2 separate regions of the Bicyclus anynana genome follow, and region 2 is linked to region 1. Evidence: chromatin contacts called from public Hi-C data. All regions are on one chromosome and are shown on one strand. The core of a region is the stretch at or near the end of the contact, and the rest is flanking DNA. Distances in the headings are between cores, read along the strand shown. Region 1 overlaps LOC112046638 (trithorax group protein osa). Region 2 overlaps LOC112046638 (trithorax group protein osa).

Evidence for each region. A called contact is a pair of places that touch in the nucleus more often than the background predicts.
Region 2: a contact with region 1 is called in a Hi-C map of whole body, with 2.1 times the contacts expected there. The contact joins two enhancer-like sites.

Annotation. Positions count from the first base shown.
Region 1 is chr22:5,647,795-5,653,281 of ilBicAnyn1.1, forward strand. It overlaps LOC112046638 (trithorax group protein osa), which reads right to left. Exons shown (of 17, transcript XM_052888489.1): 6 at 1-282. Among protein-coding and RNA genes, the nearest start is that of LOC112046635, 24 kb to the left of the region's middle. Within about 2 kb of position 2,012, at least 8 of the 8 cell types and tissues checked have open chromatin away from gene starts, as enhancers often do.
Region 2 is chr22:5,792,211-5,797,697 of ilBicAnyn1.1, forward strand. All of the region lies in intron 1 of LOC112046638 (trithorax group protein osa), which reads right to left. Among protein-coding and RNA genes, the nearest start is that of LOC112046638, 8.9 kb to the right of the region's middle. Within about 2 kb of position 3,426, at least 8 of the 8 cell types and tissues checked have open chromatin away from gene starts, as enhancers often do.

The sequences.
Region 1 (5,487 bases), core at 762-3,261:
GTGGGTAGTGTTGTGATGGGTGCGGCGGCGGCGTAGGCCTGTAGCCGCCGTAGGGGTAGGGGTGATGGTTCCGTGGCGGGTACGCGTACTGCTGCGGCGGGTAGGGCGCCGGCTTGTAGGGCGGCCCGTGGTGCGGGTAGGGCTGCGGTAGCATGGCGCCCGGCGGCGGTGCGCCCGACGGCGGGGGGCCTGCGCCAGAGCCCGGGCGGCCCGGCGCGGCGGGCCCGCCACCGTCCGACAACGACGACGACGGCCGCGGCGGCATCGGTACGTTCTGGGTACCTGGAACAATAACACATCAACCGATGAGTTTATTTGTGGAGAACCAGACTTTCCTTATTAGAGGGCATTTGGTCCTTAAAGCCTGCTCCAATGAGGGCTGGCGGACTTACGGTGATAACGTAACAATCACTAACTATGATGAGGATGAATATGATGATGATAGTTTCTGTAAGCAATGTCAACGTTGCAGTAAAAATTAAATAAAAATATTACTCAAGCTTTGGTCAAAAACTTGCTTCCTTCGTTAAAATTTTGATGTTCCTTGTAAATTGTCGAAGAAAGCAAGAAACATATGATTTACTTTAAATTTACACCGTATTATCCTGCATAGTTTCTTCGATTGCTAAATCGTACAACTCCTGTTTAGTGAGTAATGACGTAACGTTAGATTGATAAGCATGCAAAGAAAGGGGTAATAAACCGTTCTTTGCAAGCTCATGAACATTATTATGTTATTAAAAATATAACAAAGTTTGCTAAAGAACACCCATCAACAAATTACTAATGGCTTCCAAAACATAACGACAGTGATAACGTTCAGCGTAACGACAATCGTCCCACATTAAACTGGATAAGCATCGCAGATAACATACAATCGGTGGAGACTTTTATCGGGTCGTAAAACGCCTTCCAACAAGCACTAGTATCAAGGTTGGCAGACGGCGGACCGGTGCGGGGTGCGTTCGCTTTTCGGGCGCAAACAAACCGCCGGTGGGATGGGAGCCGGGTGCACTTGAATTAAATTGTATTCGAGAGTGCAAGCGACGAATGTTTCCGTGTGTGATCGATCCGACCGGCGGGCGCACTTCGCACACACAATTTGAATAATACAGTTAACGAGGGCTTAGGCGGGCCGTGCATCAATCGGGAAGAGAGACGGATCACTTTCGTTTTCCGGCACGTGAGCGGAATACACGTACAGTGGGGTACCTACACACAGCCTGCGAATTCTCAGTGCGCTTCGCCGTATATGTGCATACTGCATGCGACGCGCACGCAGCGCATTGACCGAGGCCGCTGCGGTGATTTGCGACGACGAAAGTGGTATGGCGGCTTTTATGTAGGTCGATTTGAACTTAAGTAGTTATGTCACCGTTGCGTGACACAACCCGCCCCCTTCTCCGTGATCTCAGCAGACTCAGTAACTCAGTTTCGCGTGAAGCGGATTCTAAGCAACAGGCTGTACGCACTTCTTCAAGAAGTCCCCCTGTCTATTCGGAGTTCAAAATCAAAACAATAATGTTCTCTGTTGTTATCTAATACAAAAAAATGTCATGTCACGGAGTTTGTGATTACACTCCCTTCCTGTTTTTTTTTTTGTTTAATAGCTAACATATTTTAATATAATGTTGTCAGCTTAAGTTGCAGCGGAATCTCTTGCAGAAATTCTTACAATCCTGCTCCGTTAACATAACCATACCTACTCGTATAACTGCAGCCAGAGACAGTAATAGCGAATTTGTCCAGCTGACTGACTTTAGCTTTTTTATGCAATCCAAACAAAGGTTTCCCTGATAACGATTTCAGTAGTAGATACTTCAGTACTACAACTTTTCAATAATAGCCCTTCTAAAAACCATCGAGTTAAGCTTTCAGAGAATGACAAGTGTCAATGAAACCCTTGTTAATCTCAGACTTTTAGTTCAGATCGAGAGCGGCCGTCACACTGATACGGCGCCGAAGCACCGACGGCCCAGTGACGTTATCACGAGCAAGGGACGACACTTTAATCTCGACGAGCAATTATTATCGGCGCATTATAATAACGTCGGCGTCGATCAGACGGCCGGCAGACGGCGAGGCGCCGGTGAATCACCAGCGAGACACATGCCCACCTACGTGACATCTATTTCTTTAAAAAGCATTAATGACTTTTAAACGAGTTCAATACGACTAACTATAAACGAAACGAAACGTAAACAAGCAACGAGCTACTAACGCACTGCAAGACGGTGATAGCCCACTGGAAATGACCTCTGCCTCCGATTACGAAGGGCGTAAATTCGAATCAAGTCCGGGACATGCACCTCCGTTCATGCACATCTGGTCAATTATGTGCATTTTAAGAGATTAAATATCAACTGTCTCAAACGGTGAAGGATAAACATAGTGAGGAAACCTGCATACCTGAGAATTTTCTTAATTCTCTACGTGTGTGAAGTCTGCCAATGTGCATTGGGCCAGCGTGTTGGACTATGGGCCTTACCCCTCAGCAGTGAGCTGAGTATACCAAACTTCGGTACGAAGATAATGATAATAATATTATTTATATCCCGAGCAGGTACACTGCGTTTTGCGTTGTCATTTCAAGTTTAATTTGGTGAAGGTACAACTTTTTACCTGACTACCGAGAATAACTATAGTCCAGTGGTTACCTACGTGCCCTGAGTTCGATGCCTGAGTCGGGCTAAGAGAATCTGAGCTCAACTTTCTTTTAAGAAACTTTCAATACAAATTCTCAGCCCGGAGTTGGGAAGTTAAACTACCATAAAGTAAGAAAGACCCTACTTTTTCCATTCTTCCATCTCTAATATAAATACATATTTTAGGCAAGCGCGTTCCACCTTGGACAAAGTCATTTTCGGATCGTGAACGCACTCTAGATCAATTTTGCGTTAGAAAATAACAAGACTCTTGCCGGCTACTATTGTAAATTTTAATGTGATAAGGTCGGCAAAAACGCAATAGTGCGTTTGCATCACGCAAATTGCATTGTGTATTGTAGCGAGTTGAAAATTAATTGAACTAAGATTATTTTTGCGACAAAGAAGTATCTACAACTAATACTTATTTCTGCCGCCAAGCGGCACATCTGAAGGGTAGTTGTCAGTAAAATTATAGTCACGCAGGCCTTAGCACCTATTGCCTCAGGTCGACGAGCGACGCATTGTAGAACATGTTTAAAGTGAACTATGGGCTGAGAAGCATTTTCATAGACGATGATTTAGTTTTTTTTTTCATTAGTCGTCGTTATCAACCCATATACGGCTCACTGCTGAGCTCGAGTCTCCTCTCAGAATGAGAGGGGTTAGGCCAATAGTCCACCACGCACGCTGGCCCAATGCGGATTGGCAGAATTCACACACGCAGAGAATTAAGAAAATTCCCTGGTGTGCAGGTTTCCTCACGATGATATCCTTCACTGTTTGAGACACGTGATATTTAATTTCTTAAAATGCACACAACTGAAAAATTGGAGGTGCATGCCCCGGACCGGATTCGAACCCACACCCTCCGGAATTGGAGGCAAAGGTCATATCCACTGGGCTATCACGGATTTTCATTAGTAACTTAGACTAATAACCTATAGACCCGCAAAACCTACAAATTTTTCACTCCAAAAGTAAGCCACTTCTGTTATTATGTGAGTTTAAGAGCTAAGCTAATTACCCTACACGCACGCACACAAGCGTACTTATCGTAGCGTAGCGAGGCGTCAAGTGCTCCGATTTCGGGGCACATAAAAAATCGGCGACTACACGCTATCTTTGTGTGTAAAATAATAGCCTATGTAAATAATAGCCTAGGTACAAGAATTTATAAAATCTGTTCCGTACCCATTTTCCGTTCCGTACACATTACTTCGTACAACCCAAAACTTTACCTCTTTTTGTATAGAAAACATTATCAGAATTATTAAGCCTACATACAAAAAGTTCTAAACAGCCACAAAACAACAAAAGTTTACAATAAGGAAGTCGGTTAAAAATAATGAATGAATAACTTGTAAGCTTCGTCAGAATTTCGGTTAAATGAATAATAAATTGTGAACTTCGCTAACAATCAATTAAAATAACAATTAGTTGAACATCATTGATTTATAAGTATACATAACATAACTCATATGCATAATAATACACATTAAACAAGCGCATGTGAATCTAAAACTCACGATGACTCACTGAAACGTGATGAATGTTTGAAAATCTATAATTGAAACAATTTATTCTAAAGTCTATGACCGTGCTCGCATAATACCAACATGACTGACGTGTGATAAGAGATACTTATGATACATTGTTGATTCACCATCATTGTATTATTAGCCTATTAAAATTGCGTATGCCTCTCGCTGGTTAGTTACTATCAACATCATTATCAATCCATATTCGGCTCACTGCTGAGCTCGTGTCTCCTCTCAGAATGGTTAGGCCAATAGTCAATCACGCTAGCTCAATGCGGATTGGCAGACTTCACACATTGAATTGAGAATTGAGGAAATTCTCTGGTATGAAGGTTACCTCACGATGTTTTTCCTTCACCGTTTGAGACACCTTCTTAAAATGCACACAACTGAAAAGTTGAAGGTGCATGCCCCGGACCGGATTGGAACCCACACCCTTCGGAATCGGAGGCAGAGGTCATATCTACTGGGCTATCACTGCTCTTAGTTATTATCACGTGTGTTATATCTGTACGAAAACAGGAGTTTAAGCCCAACACGCTGCCTCAGTGCAGGTCAGCGGTAAAGTGGTATAGGCGCAGTATGTTTTCAAGACAAACATAACAATAATAATATTAAAAGCCTTTATTCAGAATTTGTCTGAATGTCCTTTAGGACAAAAGCCTCCTCCAAATCCTCCTACATCCTAGGGTAGAGGTAGGGTAGAGTAGGGTAGGGTAGGGATAAGGAAGAAGTGCAATACGAGTAAGTCAAAGCGAAGCTTGACCGGATCCGTTAGTCATAAATAATATTCACTTTGGTAGCCTACTGCGCATTTCTTGTATTTTTTTTTGTATTCATTGTATTGTATGTTTCTGTGTGTACAATAAAGTGTATTTTCTTTCTTCTTCTTTCTAGACTTATTGCAAATAGGTTGCCTAGTTAAATTACGGCCAAACAATTCAATAGTTTGTATAAACACCTACTAGTACTCGTAGATATATCCCAGCACTTCATAAAAACAGTAAGTCTTATAATACCACATACCCAACTGGTATTTCGCCTCACAACAACAAACGATATCGAAACATTCAAAGCAGTTTGGTAACGCGCGGGCGGCGCGCAAGTCACAACCAGCTCTGTCAAGGGCAGCCGCAGCGCAGGCCGAGGTCTTTACTTTCCCACCTCGCACTCGGCACAAATCGTGAGCTCGGACATGACTACGCATTGATAACAAGACTATCGGGATCAAGGATAATTTGGGAAACAAATTTTTTTTTTACCGCCAAACAACCGAACAGGTTCAGTTTAACGATTACCTA
Region 2 (5,487 bases), core at 2,176-4,675, 150 kb after region 1:
TCTATCGGCAGTGTTTTGCTCGTTTAGAAATTGATTGTTGTCTATGGTACACCCTGCACTGTTCTATCTTTAGTTTAGAAATTGATTGCTGTCTTTGGTAAACCATGCACTGGCGTACTATACAATGCTCAATGGCATGCACTTCATAGATATAAAAGTGCACTGTCTATCCTGATGAAGATATTGTGAACCTGTACGTATTAGAGAAATAATATTCAATTTTGTACATATATTGCCTACCCTAGTTAAAAACCTGAGCACGCCACTGTCAATGGTCTATTTATGATGAACGTATGCATCGCACATACGATATTTACATATTAAGTACTACACCTTTGGACAGGAAAAAGATTGGTTTTGATGACATAAAAATCCTTGACAATGAACTCAAGTATAGATACTCGTACTTGAATTCAATTCTAGATCACCAGGAAGAAATTAGTTTTATGTAGATTCTCTTTGCAAAAGACAGATAGGTCACAGGTTCGATTCTCGAGTGGGTAAATGATTTTTTATTTTCAATAGACAACTCGATTTCTACTAAATTTACGAGCTACGTCCCGGATTTGATTCCGGATTTGTTTGATTTTTCGGATGAATAAAATAGGTAAAAAAATTATATGACAAATAAATGTTAGCCAGTTTTTGTATAATCCAGCTAAGGCGTGACTTCAAACAAGCTTTATGGTAAGTGACGTCTTATAAAAATATTAACCATATCCTTGAAGTATATAATATTCCGCTTTCTCATCTAATTTCTCACTAATGATAAAAATTGGGGTTGGAGTGGTTGCGAAAAGTCCCATTTCGAATCGAATCCTAGACCTCTCTGATATAAGTCTGGCTCCTTGACCATTGAGCTATTGGCGCTCTCACGGCGTATGTCTGTAATAGAACGCGCTTACCTAGAAACTACTAAAATCAGTATCGACTTTTATAAGTAATCAAAGAAAACATGCAAATCCAAAACTGCCCGTTTTGGTCCAGTGGTTAGCCTATGTGGCTTCGGACCACAAGCTCCGAGGTTCGACTCCTGGGTCGGACAGTAAAATACTGAGCTTTTCTTTCTTCTAAAATTTTTTAATAAAAACTCTCAGTCTAGACGGTTACACCCCCGTGGGTCACAGAGTCAACATCTGACAAAATATCTATCTATGCTAAATCGCTTGGCGGTACGTGCGCGCCGGTACGGTGGTAACTAGCCACGGCCGAACTCCCACCAGCCAGACCTGGACCAATTAAGAAAACTCGACCGACCCAGCCGGATCGAACCCAGGACCTCCATCTTGTAAATCCACTACGCATACCACGGGTTTATTTAACATTACCACCATCCCTCATAGGAGCAGCGTGGTGGGTCCTAGCTCCACATCCCTTCTTCTATATGTATAATCTGGAGGTCGGTTAGATATGCTGATAATGATGATGTCAAATCCAAAATTTTTATGTCGCTGCGTGGCTATGCATATCCGTGTCACCTAGATGAAGGTATCAGTTGAAAATCAGTGCTGTATGCTCCAGCAACTGCTTGGATCATGCAGCAAAATGTTGAGCTGGTACCTTTTTCAAGGTTGTGCCAAACATGACAGTGTGGTGATGCTTCTGCTACTTGAGTTTTGGTCTTGCCTTGCTCAGGTGGTTGAGGCATCGGACGCTGCATCAGTGCTTCGGCATTGTGGTGTGTGACACAATTTTAAAATAAACGTTTTTTTCTTTCCTTTAAAAACGTATAGCTTTCGTGTGAAAGCGATGCCGCCGCCAGAAACGAGTGAAACAAACGCACAACCCGGCGCGTATCCGCATCAAACATCTAAATCTAAATATAGCCGGCGCCGATATCAGCGGGTCGCCCTTGAACCAGTCGCACGGAAACATTTTATTATTATTACCGAGCTGTCGGCGAGCAGAGTACGTCGGGTCGACGACCCCGGCAAACCACGTGTCTCCTTATCGACAACTATCTAACACGATTGTGGGTAAACAACGAATGCGTTCGAGATAAATGACTAATTCCAACGCAACGCTTGTTTATTTGAGCCATTCATGAATTAATCACTGTGTACACACGATACATACTTATTGTAGTGCCGAACGCGGTACGTGATTGCGTGTTATCATAATTGATTAGCGACTACGTACAATACGGAATGCGAAAATCGGAGTGCCCATAACATTAAGAGCTCTCAATTAGTGTCATATAATGCTTTACGATGAACATCATTTAGGCTCAGTTATTGTGAATAAAAAATAAACCTCAATAGCACAATGGTAAAGGGACTCTCGTCACCGAGAGGTGGTGGTTCGATCCTTGCCTGCCTGACAATTGATTGACTGACTGACTTGTACCCACTTTTAATACAGTCTTTCCTAACTATAGTTGCAAGGGAATGTGATTATTGGTCAAATTAACAAAAAATATAGCAAATATCATTTATTTATTTACGGGGCCCTTAGTCATGAGCTGGTTCGTATACACCGACGTGAGTTTTAGCAGTTTTCATAATAAATTAATATATGAATAATACTCAACGATAGTTTAAATTCTTAAATGGCAAATATTCTTTAAAAAAAATCTATTTATAAGAATCACTTTGGCTGTGTGTGTAGTGAATAAGGTGTACAGTCAAGCGTTTAGTGTGCAAAACTGAATATGCATGTGTGACTGCACTCTGCTGTGATAACACTCCTTCAGTATCACACAAACGAACGAACAGACTTCCCGAAATAGATTGACTATGCACGATTGTTCAACGCGAGCGACGGTTTCTTTCAATCTTAACAAAACAAGATTATATAGAAAGAAACTATCGCATATACGAAACACAAAAACTATGTGTAACTCAACCTTCTCCTTCAGTACTCTTAGTTTCTGTTCTTTATATTACAAATAAGTTAAAACGGTTCTATAAAATGAAAAAAAAATACATAAAGAGTTTGATCCCAAAGCTGGCGCTACCTTCAAGTGTGTTCAGATACACAGAAAGCAAATGCGTTATACGAGTAATCAAAAAAACACACAGCAATCGACCACCGATTGTACGACTATCCGGACGCGCGTGGAAACACGTGTGAAACAAGGAAACGGCTAAAATATTCACGACATTCAGTTCGGCAATTGTCTACGTGGCCCTCACAGCAAACCTGCAAGCACTTGCCATTCAAACGATTTAGCGTCGAGTGCACATTGAACGGATCCAAATAAAAGAGAAAGGGGTTGGAGTTGAACGGTGAAAATTAAAAAAAAAAACAACTACGAAGCAGTAAATCACAACCCCATAAACAAATGGGCTAATTGCCGAGTGCCTTGAGGGACGGAAGAGCGGCTTGCACCGTGGGAAGTGGGACAGTTACGTAACCGGTATTTGTTCGGCCTACACAACACACAACGCAGGTCCATCCTTACAAATGCGTACGACCTTGGATGTGAACTCTAAAGTGTAAACAGCACGTGCTCGATGCATTGTTTTATGGCGGCTCGGTGCGGAACGGCAACAAACCGCACTAGGATTTAAACTCCGGAGAAATGCCGCCGCTGACGACCCTATTCTATTGCATTTGGGTTCAAATTCCTTTCCGTCCGCTGCCACTTGGAAATTCGTCGTGACATTTTTAAATACACTCTTTGTTTGTTGAAAATGTCCATTGTGATTCCCGGTTCCCGTTTTGGCGTTACATCCTTTAAAAGTGTACCTACAGTCTAAATCGTATAGCGACGAAAACATTGTGCCGTTATTATAGAAACGAATGGCAATGGCCTGCAGTGCTGAAACAGCTAAATAAATAGAACATAAACAATACCAAGAGCGGCCTTACATATTTTTTTCATGATTTACAAGTTAGCGCTGGCCTAAGCGTAGAGGGACATTCAAACCGTTTTTTCTTACGCTTTCGTCCAGCCTTCAAAAATAATAATATTACAGTATAGTATGCATCTAAGTTCGAGTCCATTGATATTGCAACATGCCGAACTGTACAGCTACTATACCCGGCTGGGACATTAACTCAAAATGAAAAATATATATTTTAACTTTAAGTATAAGGATATGTCGAAATGTCGAAAACCATTTGACGCACAAAGATGAAATTCGGCAGGGATGTAGTTTATATAGTAAACGTCCTACAGCTAAGATCAGATTTTTCAAGAGGGCCGGATTTACGAAGTCTAATGCCGGACTAAGTTGCGGGCGTCCGATAGTTTTTTTTTTTTACTATTCTTTAAATGTTAGCCCTTGACTACAATCTCACCTAAGTGATGATGAAATCTAAGATGGAAGCGGACTAACTTGTTAGGAGGAGGATAAAAATCCACACCCGTTTCGGTTTCTACACGACATCATACGGGAACGCTAAATCGCTTGGAGGTACGTCTTTGTCGGTAGGGTGGTAACTAAACCACCCACCCACCAGCCAGACCTGGTCCAATTAAGAATAACTCAATCGGTCCAGCCGGGGATCGAACCCAGGACCTCCGTCTTGTAAATCCACCGCACATACCACTGCGCCACGGAGGCCGTCCGCTAGTTTCGTATATTGCGGCGCCACACGCCTCTTGTTCGAAGCAGACTCGAAGTGGTGTATACTACTAGTATAACTGTAGTATTTATCGGAATGTCATTTCAGATCAACTGTGGACACCGACACAAGTAACATGACACCCAGATACGGCAGCTACGTGAAACCCTTTCGAATTCACGCGACGCTGGTTGCACGTGTCAAATGTCAAGTTCCATTCACGTTGAAACTGTGATCCGTCAAACGCGTCCCTCCACCGGCTGGCTCTACATAATGTATACTGCGGAGAGTGCGAGCGACGGTAACACGGAACGCCGTAGAACCGTCGCGTCGCGGCTGCCTTTATCCCCTTTCGTAACTGGGAGGCTGACGCACAAATCTCCGCCTGGAAGCGAGTAATATTTGCCTACACATCAAACTTTCACTATCGCAGTGCGCTTTCGTTTTTATATCCGCTAACGGCGGGGCCAGCTTTGTTATTCCTCTGCACAGTTTTTTTTTTTTTCTTTTTTCCCTTTTGCAACTAGCAAGTAACAACCGGTACAGGCCATGGCGAGTGTAAAATTGTAAATCGACAGCGTTCACGCTGCCTTTCTTACGTTTTCAAACTGTGAATGAAAAACGTATAATCGGACAATAAATTGTTATTAACATTTACTTAATTAAAATTGCTAATGTTTCTTTTCTTATATTATGATTCATGTAGTAATTACCTACTAATTGTGTGTAGGTATGTGACGTGTAAATGAACACAATGTTCATTCATACTAATAACTCACGTAACAACAGTCCATAATAAAACAAAGTGACATAATAATTAAGTAATCTCAGCAAAGATTGAAGCTAAACAAAGTTTAAATGTGATATTGAAAGTCATTATCCTCTATTGAAAATAAAATATAAATTACGTTTTCCTTCCTGTTATGGACACAATTATACAAAAGAGCATAAAACAGATTTTGTATTCAAATAAAT